Linked DNA regions of Mus musculus: all the other regions are linked to region 2. A link is a contact called in public HiChIP or PLAC-seq data. All regions are on one chromosome and are shown on one strand. Each heading gives the region's core, a stretch centred on a gene start, on an enhancer-like site or on the middle of the called end of the contact. The rest is flanking DNA. Distances are from core to core; before and after follow the strand shown. Region 1 overlaps Larp4b (La ribonucleoprotein domain family, member 4B). Region 2 overlaps Wdr37 (WD repeat domain 37). Region 3 overlaps Larp4b (La ribonucleoprotein domain family, member 4B).

What was found. HiChIP or PLAC-seq counts read pairs in DNA pulled down with a chosen protein or histone mark.
Region 1: an H3K27ac HiChIP or PLAC-seq map of microglia shows a contact between it and region 2, with 7 times the contacts expected there. The contact joins two enhancer-like sites. A contact is called at or near these places in 2 of 484 Hi-C or Micro-C datasets (CD8 T cells and liver), 2 of 115 datasets of contacts at active chromatin or transcription factors (epiblast stem cells and microglia) and 2 of 9 other capture datasets (adipose tissue and liver).
Region 3: an H3K27ac HiChIP or PLAC-seq map of microglia shows a contact between it and region 2, with 6 times the contacts expected there. The contact joins two enhancer-like sites. A contact is called at or near these places in 5 of 484 Hi-C or Micro-C datasets (the Ba/F3 cell line, the C10 cell line, CD8 T cells and 2 more), 1 of 115 datasets of contacts at active chromatin or transcription factors (microglia) and 2 of 9 other capture datasets (adipose tissue and liver).

Annotation. Positions count from the first base shown.
Region 1 is chr13:9,137,994-9,141,046 of GRCm38.p6, forward strand. The region is part of intron 5 of Larp4b (La ribonucleoprotein domain family, member 4B); the gene reads left to right. Among named protein-coding and RNA genes, the nearest start is that of Larp4b, 46 kb to the left of the region's middle. Within about 2 kb of position 1,613, at least 95 of the 459 cell types and tissues checked have an H3K27ac peak or open chromatin away from gene starts, as enhancers often do. A contact at or near this core is called in microglia, where this site is marked.
Region 2 is chr13:8,837,790-8,841,075 of GRCm38.p6, forward strand. All of the region lies in intron 9 of Wdr37 (WD repeat domain 37), which reads right to left. Among named protein-coding and RNA genes, the nearest start is that of Wdr37, 32 kb to the right of the region's middle. Within about 2 kb of position 1,997, at least 38 of the 459 cell types and tissues checked have an H3K27ac peak or open chromatin away from gene starts, as enhancers often do. A contact at or near this core is called in microglia, where this site is marked.
Region 3 is chr13:9,157,928-9,161,283 of GRCm38.p6, forward strand. Larp4b (La ribonucleoprotein domain family, member 4B) reads left to right here. Exons shown (of 18, transcript NM_172585.3): 12 at 196-302; 13 at 624-875. Among named protein-coding and RNA genes, the nearest start is that of Larp4b, 66 kb to the left of the region's middle. Within about 2 kb of position 1,929, at least 35 of the 459 cell types and tissues checked have an H3K27ac peak or open chromatin away from gene starts, as enhancers often do. A contact at or near this core is called in microglia, where this site is marked.

The DNA of each region.
Region 1 (3,053 bases), core at 363-2,862, 300 kb after region 2:
GGTAGGAAATATGTTTTTTAAACACTAGGTCTTTTTAAAACTGGTCAAGTGAATAAGGTAAGAATGTATAAAAGAAAGAAAAAAATCAAACCTCATTACTTTCTAGTAAATATGAATTAGCCATCTTGAATTTAAGTGATTTAAACCTCCATTTAAGAAAGGGTTCACCAGCATTTAGCAATTTGACTTGATCAGCTCTTCCTCATTAACCTAACACTAACTGGTTAATAGTTGGGATAAACTAGAGTAATGGTGAAGTTGACTTTTTGATGGCAGAACCAGGGAAGAGTGCTAGACATTTACAGTAGATTTCAAAGGGGAGAGTAACAGGCATTGCATAAGTGGGTGGTGGGGTCCTCTAGTAATGAAAGGAGTCAGAGATAGCTGAGAGTGTAGGGTGCATTTAAATCTTAACCTGGGAACAGAGGCTGCAAAAGGCACCAAGTAGATAATATCAAAAAGTAAAATAACATGTTAAAGTGTGCCTGGAAACTCTAAATCAAAAGTTTGTTCTTTGTAAACAGGTATTTAAAGCTATTTTTGGAAGAAAACAAAAACCTTCTCCTTTGAAGTTAGGGTGTATGCCAATGCGAAATGCTTGTGGGTAATGGGAAAATGGTTCCTTACCTCCAGTTTTGTTTCTGGTGTGATTTATAAAACCTATCAGTTTGTAAAGTGTTAACATCTGCACTGGATTCAGTCCTCAGCACTGGGGTGGAAGCAGATGAAGGGAAGGCTGAGAAGGAGCCACTGTGAGAGCTCCTACTGCAGTGGGCCAGAGTCTCCCAGGAGTACAGGCAGGAGAGCAGGCCGCCGGCCAGGCCACCTCAAGCAGAGCTCACGGGGATCCCAGCCTGAATCTCCGCAGTGTCTCCAGCATCTTTATTCTTTTAAGATGTTATTCTTTACTATTCTTTGACAGTTTAATACATGTATGTACTGATGTTTGAGTTGTTTCAACCCCATTACCTCCCACCCTTCCTTCCCCCAAAAACCCCTCTCCTTCCCAGCAATCATTCTGGTGTCTTACCCACTGAGTTTGACGAAATTGGGGCTTAGTTACTGGCATGCTCGCTGCTTATCAGTGGTCTATTGTTTATATAGCCCCTCTCCTAGCACCTAGTAACATCAAGGGGTAGGCCTTCATGCATTTCTCCCTCCCATTCATGATGAGTGAAACAATAACAGACTCAATATTGCACAGGTCAGCCCAGCTGTGGTTAGGTCAGGACAGTGCCGTGTCATGTGCCGAACGAAGACACTGTTTGGCAGCACGCTTCATCTTCTGTTAGGCTATCAAAACCTTGGATGCGGTGATACAGATACCCATTTAAAGAGTGTGTTAGAATTCACAGCAAAAACAGAGCAATCCTGAAGATGTCCGTGTATTCGAGCGTGCTTGAGCATGCGAGGAGCTAACAGGTCTAAAATACCCTCAGCTCTAGGCAAAAGAGTAAGGTCACAAAGTAACTATAGAGTAGACAGAGAGGTGAGTAGATACCCACAGCAGAGAACCAGAGCCAGTAGGAAACTGGAAGTGTAGTTAGGCTCCGGGGAGACAGGAAGAGAGTTTGAAACTACTGGGCACTGTGACTGAATTTTACTTTCAAGAGCTTGCTTGGGGCCTCACAGTGACTATTAGAGACTGTCTGGTGCTTCTGGCAGAAGGAAGTGGGAAAGACCCGTTGTCAAGAATGCAGAGCACGCTATCTACCTTGACAGCAGTTGCCCTCAGAAGGAACCACACCTGTCAACCAGCCTTTTCTGTTCTCCTCTTACCACAAACCTGAATGAGGAATGACATGTTCTTCCTAACGTCTTTTTTTCTGCCTTGAACACCACATTATACTTAGTCATCATCCTGTTCTGGGCTCCTCACTCTTAACAGTGCTTAGACTTTGTTTTTATAATCTTAACAGTTTTGAGAAGGAGCAGCCGTGTACTGGGGTACTCCTGTTTGAAAGTCTTCTGACGTATTTTCCACCACCATGCTTATATTAAAGAGTGAGTAGAAATTGATGAAGATGAAGCACTGTTTTCATCATGTGACAGGAATGCACACTTGGTGACAAAGAAACTTCACATTGTAGCTGCTGTCCTTGACAGCCTGCTGACGTCCCATTGATTTTTTTTTTTTCCTGGTCTTTTCGAGACAGGGTTTCTCTGTATAGCTCTGGCTGTCCTCAAACTCAGAAATCCGCCTGCCTTTGCCTCCCAAGTGCTGGGATTAAAGGTGTGCGCCACCAATGCCCGGCCCCATTGATTTCTTAATAGTTCAATAGTTAGAATTGAGGAGTGGTGCTCATTCATGCCAAGGAAAATACTGGGTCGTTTATTTTACTTTTTTTTTTTTTATAAGTAGCCTCAGTCCTTGTATCTGCTTCCTGCTGGTGGTGACTCACTGGAGTCTCACTGGTGTCGGTCAGTCCCGCCCACAGCAGCCTGTCCTCATGAGCTCTCCTCTCCTACCGTGCACAGTCTTCGCTTGCCTGCTGTGCTTACTGTCTGTGTATCCGCACCATCGTGAACCTCCTGCACTGCTACATCAGTCTGGGCTACATCAGGTTCCCGTCATTCTGGTTGTTATTTAAAGGTTCTAAATTTTATGGCTGGACAAACACTCTAATTTAGACATGAGCAAGACTCCGGGTTAAAAATGTTGAACTCCATCTGGTAGGTCTGATGGATGACCACAGTTCAGTATAAACTCTCAGTCTTGCCGTTGTGTGAATCCTTACAGACCAGCTTCGTTCTCTCCAGTGTCTTCTCTTAGAGGTGTACCTGATTTTGCTACCAGTTTTCATCCAAATCCACTGAGGAATAGGACGATTTTGCTTTTGTTTCTTGGCCAGGAATCACTTGATTCTGAAAGTCTTGTGAGCAGACATGGTGAGAATCAGGCGTAGCATGCATGATGGCGGAGGAGGAAAGGAGAAGAGCTCTGCTTTTTTTTTTTTAAGATTTATTAATTTTGTATATGAATACTCTTTGTACATGTCAATACTCTATCTGCATGTACATGTTACATGTTACAAGAGGGCATCAGAACTCAT
Region 2 (3,286 bases), core at 747-3,246:
TATATACATACTAGGCTGAGCATATATCTCATGAGCAAAATCCACAAGAAAGTATGTCATCCGTGTCATCTGCACTCACATGGTATGGAACGTAAGAATGAATGTCATGTGTATACATACTAGGCTGAGCATATATCTCATGAACAAAATCCATAAGAAAGTATGTCATCCGTGTCATCTGCACTCACATGGTATGGAACGCGCTGCACACACAATCAGGTGGGGGTGAGTACTTTGAAGAGAATAAGAAAGGGAGCAGGAGATACAGCCAGCCGAAGGGCTGCAGTCTTACACAGAATTACTGAAGACTAACAACAACTGAGTCCCATTATGGAGAAGAAAGAAAGGAGAAAGGTATGCAGATGGTGAAGGAATATCCTTCCATGCAGAAAACAAATAGAAAGTCTTTCTTCTCTGCTATATAACTGGGCTTGCTTGTGTGAGGGGCAATGTAGCAGGTGCTATGGAAAACCTGGGAGGCCATGGAAAGGACTCTGCTCTACTCTGCATGGGGTAGAAAAATCCTCACTTCTGAGCAGAGACTCGTTACCTGAAGTAAACACAGGAAAACGAGAGGAGGCTGCTATGCACTGAACTGTGTCACCCACCACACACGCACATGCCAAAGCCCCAACTGCAAGACCTCAGAATGTGACCCTAGTAAAAAAAAAAAGGCCCTTAAGAGGCAATTAAAATTGGGTCGAGTGTAGGGCCCAGTCTACCATGACTGATGCACTGCAGTAAAAAACAATTACTATAGAGACACATACAAAGAAAGATCATTCGAGGGCACAGTGACAAAGTAACCACCTGCTAGGCAAGGATAGAGGCCTTAGAATAAAGCAACCCTTGGTACCTTGTTCTTAGACTTCCAGTCTACAGACTGTGCTAACACAAATTGATGCTGAAGCCACTAGCTGCAGGAAAAACCAGGGAAATCTCCCTAGAGGAAAGAGAAGTCTAGGTGTGGGTAGTAGTAAGAAGACTGACTTCTGCCCTCAGGAAAGCTGCAGAATTTGTCAGCAGGTATATATACACATGGAACACACACACTGAAGACAATTTAAAGTCTACGGTCCAAACTCCTGAGTGACTGGTGACGGCACAGCTGAGATGAGCAACTGGATAAGAGCAACAGGTTAGGGTACACCCAAAACCCAGGACATCCCAGCAAGGTATTGATTAGACGACAACTGAAGTCTGGAGTTAAGAGTAAAGTCAGTATGCAAATTGAGACCCACAGCAACAGCTGGTCCTTAACGTCATAGATGCTGAATGAGACCAACTAGACTAGTACAGGAAACAGCAGTTAGGCAGCATACTCACACACCAGCGGGTAGAGCATCCGAGAACCACCCAAGATTTGAGGGAAGGAAGAAACAGGAAGAAAGGGTGTGTTAGAGTCTCCAAAAGCAGCTTCAGTGTCTACTGGACGAGCAACCATGAAGGCAGCACGAGGACTGAGGACAAGCAGAGTTGTGGGGACACTAAGCGAGACAAGTGGGACTCGGGAGGGAAAAGAGTGCATTTTCACAGACACTGCTAAGATGTTGGTGTCAGTGGGGTAATAGTTCTGGGAGGGCGCTGCGACAAACGTGTGCTGGTGTTAGAGCTGTTCTGAGGAAAGAGAAGCACTGCAGAACCCATCAAGAACAGGAAGTAGAACTCTACTGACAGAACAAGGAATTGCCAGACTACGCTAACATCTGCTAAGACTGCAGGGTGCACGACAGTACACAGGGTAGTGTAACTCTTCTAGGAAGCCACAGGTGAGTGACAGGCGAAGGAAGGGGAGCTTGGGGAAAACAGGTACAGCCTAGCAGAGGAAAGCTCTAAGCATAGCTGTGATCAGTATGGGCCAGAGTGCAGAAAGAGTATCAAAACTAATCCTAGAAAGGTTTACAAAGGGAGACCAAATCAGACCCTCTAGTCCACGCATATAACAACTCATGCCTATAACCCTGCACTTTGGAGGAGGCAGGGCTACCAGAATTTCAAGGCCACTCAGAGTTAAACAGTGAAGCAGTTTCAAAAGCAAACAGCAGGAGGACAAGAGAAGCCCTGCAAAGAAAGAACTCTATCTCAAAAGCCAAGGGAGCCACTGACATATCAGCCTATCCATTACTCTAGAAAGAGGACTCATGGTGAATCATGAAAAGGGAGCCATAATGGGCCGCCGCTAGATTAGCTCAACTAGCTAAAAAATGAGGAGCCTGAAAAACTGTGAAAAGGTTAAAGGCTGGCAAAACCGGTTCCCTTCTGCATGAGATGAGAGCTTCATTCCCAGGCTGTGCTGGTCAAGAGAATAATGACTCCCAGCATATAAACATATCAAGACAGGAAGGGCCGCTACAATCACCGGAAATGCCTGTTGGGAACGATGCAGTAACACTGGAGCCCTGAGCTGTTTCTGGTAGAACTCTTCAGACAGGCCTGGTTCTTTATCATGAGGCTTCTCAGCTCCCACACCTGCCCCAGAGAAGTCTTACAGCCCTATACCTGGACTGCTGCACAGTTCTGGATGGCTCTGTGGACAAGGATCTCTTTGGCTAGGTACTGAACATAGCTTCAACAAAGAATATTGTATGTGACACCTGACACACTGTCCTGCCTGTCTTGCACTTCCCACGTAACTATTCTCAATGGTGATCCATAGGAAAACTCAGCGGATAGCTCTCTTGGATGCTGCATAACAGTTCCCCAGTGCTTTCACTAAGGGGGAAAAACAAATGTGTATGTATGTGTGTATGTATATATATATATATAAGTAAAAAATAAAATACCTCAGATGGAGCTACCTCCTCAGCTCCTCAGATAAGCAACACACAGAGTTAAGATCATGTACATGGTTTGGGCCTTATTCAGGATCTTTTCCACTGCAGAGACCACATTAAAAAACAGGGCTCAAAAAAGACTAAACCTCGTGTTTTAGAAGGTGAAATGACATAAGTTAATTTGGGAGAGCAGAAGTCCATGACAAAGGTACCAACAAGTTTGCTTTCTGATTAAGATCTTTTCCTGCCTGGCAACCAGTTGGCCTTTCACATAATGGGGGGAAAAGAAAGCAGGGTCTCTGGTGTCTTAACAACACTAAGATTATCAGACCAGGCCCACACTATGGTTTCATTTAACCTGAACTACTTTTTCTTAAAGATATTGCCTCTAATTAAAGCCACTTTAGCATACAAATTTTGGAGTGACACAAATACCCAATTGTGGTTTGAATAGGAATGGCACCCCACAGACTCATGTGTTTGAATGCTTTGCCTGTAGGGATGGCACTATT
Region 3 (3,356 bases), core at 679-3,178, 320 kb after region 2:
ACATTACCTGTAGTAATAATGTGAGTTTTTTTCCTTACACTGCAGCCATTTTTAAGCATAAAATAGAAATAACACCTGACAAGAGGAAGACATAATCGGAGTTACCTAAGATACAACAGTGTAAATCCAATTGAAGTGTTTCGTGTTTTTACATGCTTGTTTTTTGTTTGTTTTTGTTATGTTTTGTTAATCCAGGTAACTCCTTTTCCAAGTACTGGATTTATAAATGGGTTTACATCTCCGACCTTCAAACCTGCAACGTCTCCTCTGACATCACTCAGACAGTATCCTCCTAGAAGCAGGCAAGTTCACGGGTTGCTTTCAGTGCTCATGAACTTCATGTTGCGGTGTTCCAGATTGTCTGTAATAAGAGATGTGTGTAACCACTCAATGCTCATCAGCGATGAGACTGCCTGGTACTAAAAACTGTAATCTAAAGGAAGCCCCCAATGGATGCCAGCAGTGAGGAGGAGATTCTCCTCAGAGAAGGCTTTGGGGGAAGCGTTTACCGTGTGTTTATTCAGTAGGAAGCAGATCTTGACATACATAGTTCACATTAGCATGTTCATTCTATACTCCTTGATTGCTTTATAACTCAGCATATACAAACATCTCATTTGCAGGAATCCTAGTAAGTCTCATCTGCGCCATGCGATTCCTAGTACAGAGAGAGGGCCTGGGCTGCTAGAAAGTCCTTCAATATTTAACTTCACTGCAGATCGATTAATTAATGGTGTCCGGAGCCCACAGACGAGGCAAGCAGGGCAAACTAGAACACGAATACAAAACCCTTCAGCTTATGCCAAGAGAGAGATTGGAACTGGGCGTGTGGAGCCAAGTAGTCTTGAATCCTCTCCTGGTTTAGGGAGAGGAAGGTAAGTCACTCACATATTTTGTCAAACAGATATCATGTACGGATCATGAACTATTAATATTTTAAGTTTCAACTTAGATTTTTATAATTATATCGTAATACACTTCAGAAAAATCAAATAGAAGGCTATACAATGTTTTCCTTAATTCCTCAGGATAGTCAGGGTTTTTTTTGTTTTGTTTTGTTTTTTGTTTTTTTCTTAAACGAATGACATTTTCTTTCATAAAACTAAGCTGGTATTTTAGGAGCTGTACAGTTTCTAACCTGCTCTTCCTGCATACAGTTTCACCTTAGCAGTTAGCCCTGGCCCTCGAGGTCACTGCCCTGCACAGACTTGGGCTCTAAGGTGTGTCTCGTGGGTTCCTGGCCTTGCTTTCTTTAGGGCTGGTAGTAAGAAGGACTGGGCATGCGGCTCAGCTGTGGAGTGCATGCCTAGCATAAACAGGTCCTGGCTCTGCCTAGTACTCCACACAAATTAAAGAAACCGGACTGGAGCTGGCATTGGGATATAGTAGACAGATGTGAGTCACATAGCCACACACGCCAGCATTTAAATTCCGTTTCTACTAAATGTAATTAGAAACAAAAGCTGCTCTTATAGAGCAATTCCTATTGCCACATTATTTCCATTCTTGAGCAAGTAGTTCTTGGAGTCTTGATGTGTGTTGTCATTATCTAGGGTGATTTCCATACACTGAGTGTAAGCGACTGTACTTCTTCCTGTAGCCTCTAATGCAGCTTCCTTTTTGCTCACCGTCTCTTCTCCTGCCGTTTATACTTCCTCTAAAGAAGTGAGATTAGGAAAGAAACAGGCGGCCTCAGGGTCTGCGCCCTGCCCCGTGTTAACTAGGCCTGTTGCTAATGCGATGAAGCCTGTCAGGATTTTCCTCTAACAAATGCTAAGCAAAACTTCAGCCTGCCTAGGCTTTTTCTTTTTACCTATTTTGAAATGTTTAAATGAAAAAACTCTTAAGCTTTCCACACATACTTATGCAGCATGATTAATGAAAAACTGAAACTCAAGACTGTTGATTCCTCTTCCTTGGTACAGAGTCAGACCAAAGGCACACCTCTGAGGTGCAGCAGGTGTTGGTCTAAAGCAGCACGATAAAGCAGGTATCGTGGCAAAGCAAGCCACACAGGCTTTTGTTTAGTGTGCTGGGTGATTCAAAGTGTTGAAGGTTAGGATAGGTGTGCGATACCCAAGACTAAGACAGTGCTGTCTAGTTTCTTTGTTTTAAAAGCATATGCTGCTGTTTATTTTACTCACAGATCTCACCCCCTGCTACTGCCTAATCGCCCAGTGGTAGTCTTAACCTTTTGTTGTCCATCCATACCACTGGAAGACCTGAGTCATTAGTAGCTCTATCTCAGAAACCATATTTTTGCTGATCTGTACGAAGCAGCTCCCTAAACTATTGAAGGGTGGATAAGTACAGTTAGGAGGATCGTGAAGCCGGCTGATCTCAGATCTCATCCTGCTTCCAGAGCTCCGAAGTCACTTCCTCCCATGAAACCCCCATCCATCCATCACTGTTGCCCTCCGACGGCCTCTCACCAACCGCAGGCGTTTTAGCAGCACCTGAGACGCTGGGCCTTTCCAAAGGCGCTCAGTTGACTTTCTCTTTCAGAGGATTGCTGTTGTCTACGACTGTTTTGTGTGTGTGTGTTGGGGAAGGCTATGTGTATTATGTTTATCAACTTTGGGTCTTGCTCTTGTCCCATGTCCCTTCATTTTGAGGACAATTTCTCTCATTTAACTGGAGCTCACCAGTTTAGGCCAGGCTGGTTGACTACAGGGCTTCCCTTGTCCCAAATACCCCAATACCAGGATTGTAAACATAACCACTTGGCATTTTTATTTTAGAGGGTCCGTGCCTCTAATGTTCTTACGTATGTACAGATATACATCTTTGGGTGATGCACATAGAGGCCAGAGACAATCTTCCTCTCTCACTCTCCACCTTTGTCTGTGACTAAACCTGGAGCTGACACTTTGGCAACCTTTGCAGGCTAATGAGCTCCAGGGATCTGCCTGTTGCTCCCTGTGTATACTGGGGTTACAGGCAGAGCCATTGCACCTGGCTTTTATGCATCCTGAGATTCAAACTCAGGGCCTCATGCAATTTACAAAAACCATCTCCCTAGCTCCAGTGCATGGTTTTTAAAATACGGGTTCTGTGGCTGAAGCTCAGGTCTTAATGATTGGGCATCAAGCATTTTCTGACTGACCATCATCTACCCAGTTCCTATGAAGTCCATTTATTGAACACTAAAGCCCAAAAGTTAAAATTATTTTTCGGCCCATGACTGCAGAATGCATGTTGTTAGGTTGTTTTTTGGTTTTTGTTTTTAACATGTTATTAATCTGTTTCCATAGAGCTTTTGGATGGCCAGGTGCATTGTCAACAAACAATAGTAATCTGAAAAGAATGATTTACTCTTAATAATACATTTTCGGTACTTGCTTAAAACATTGAGT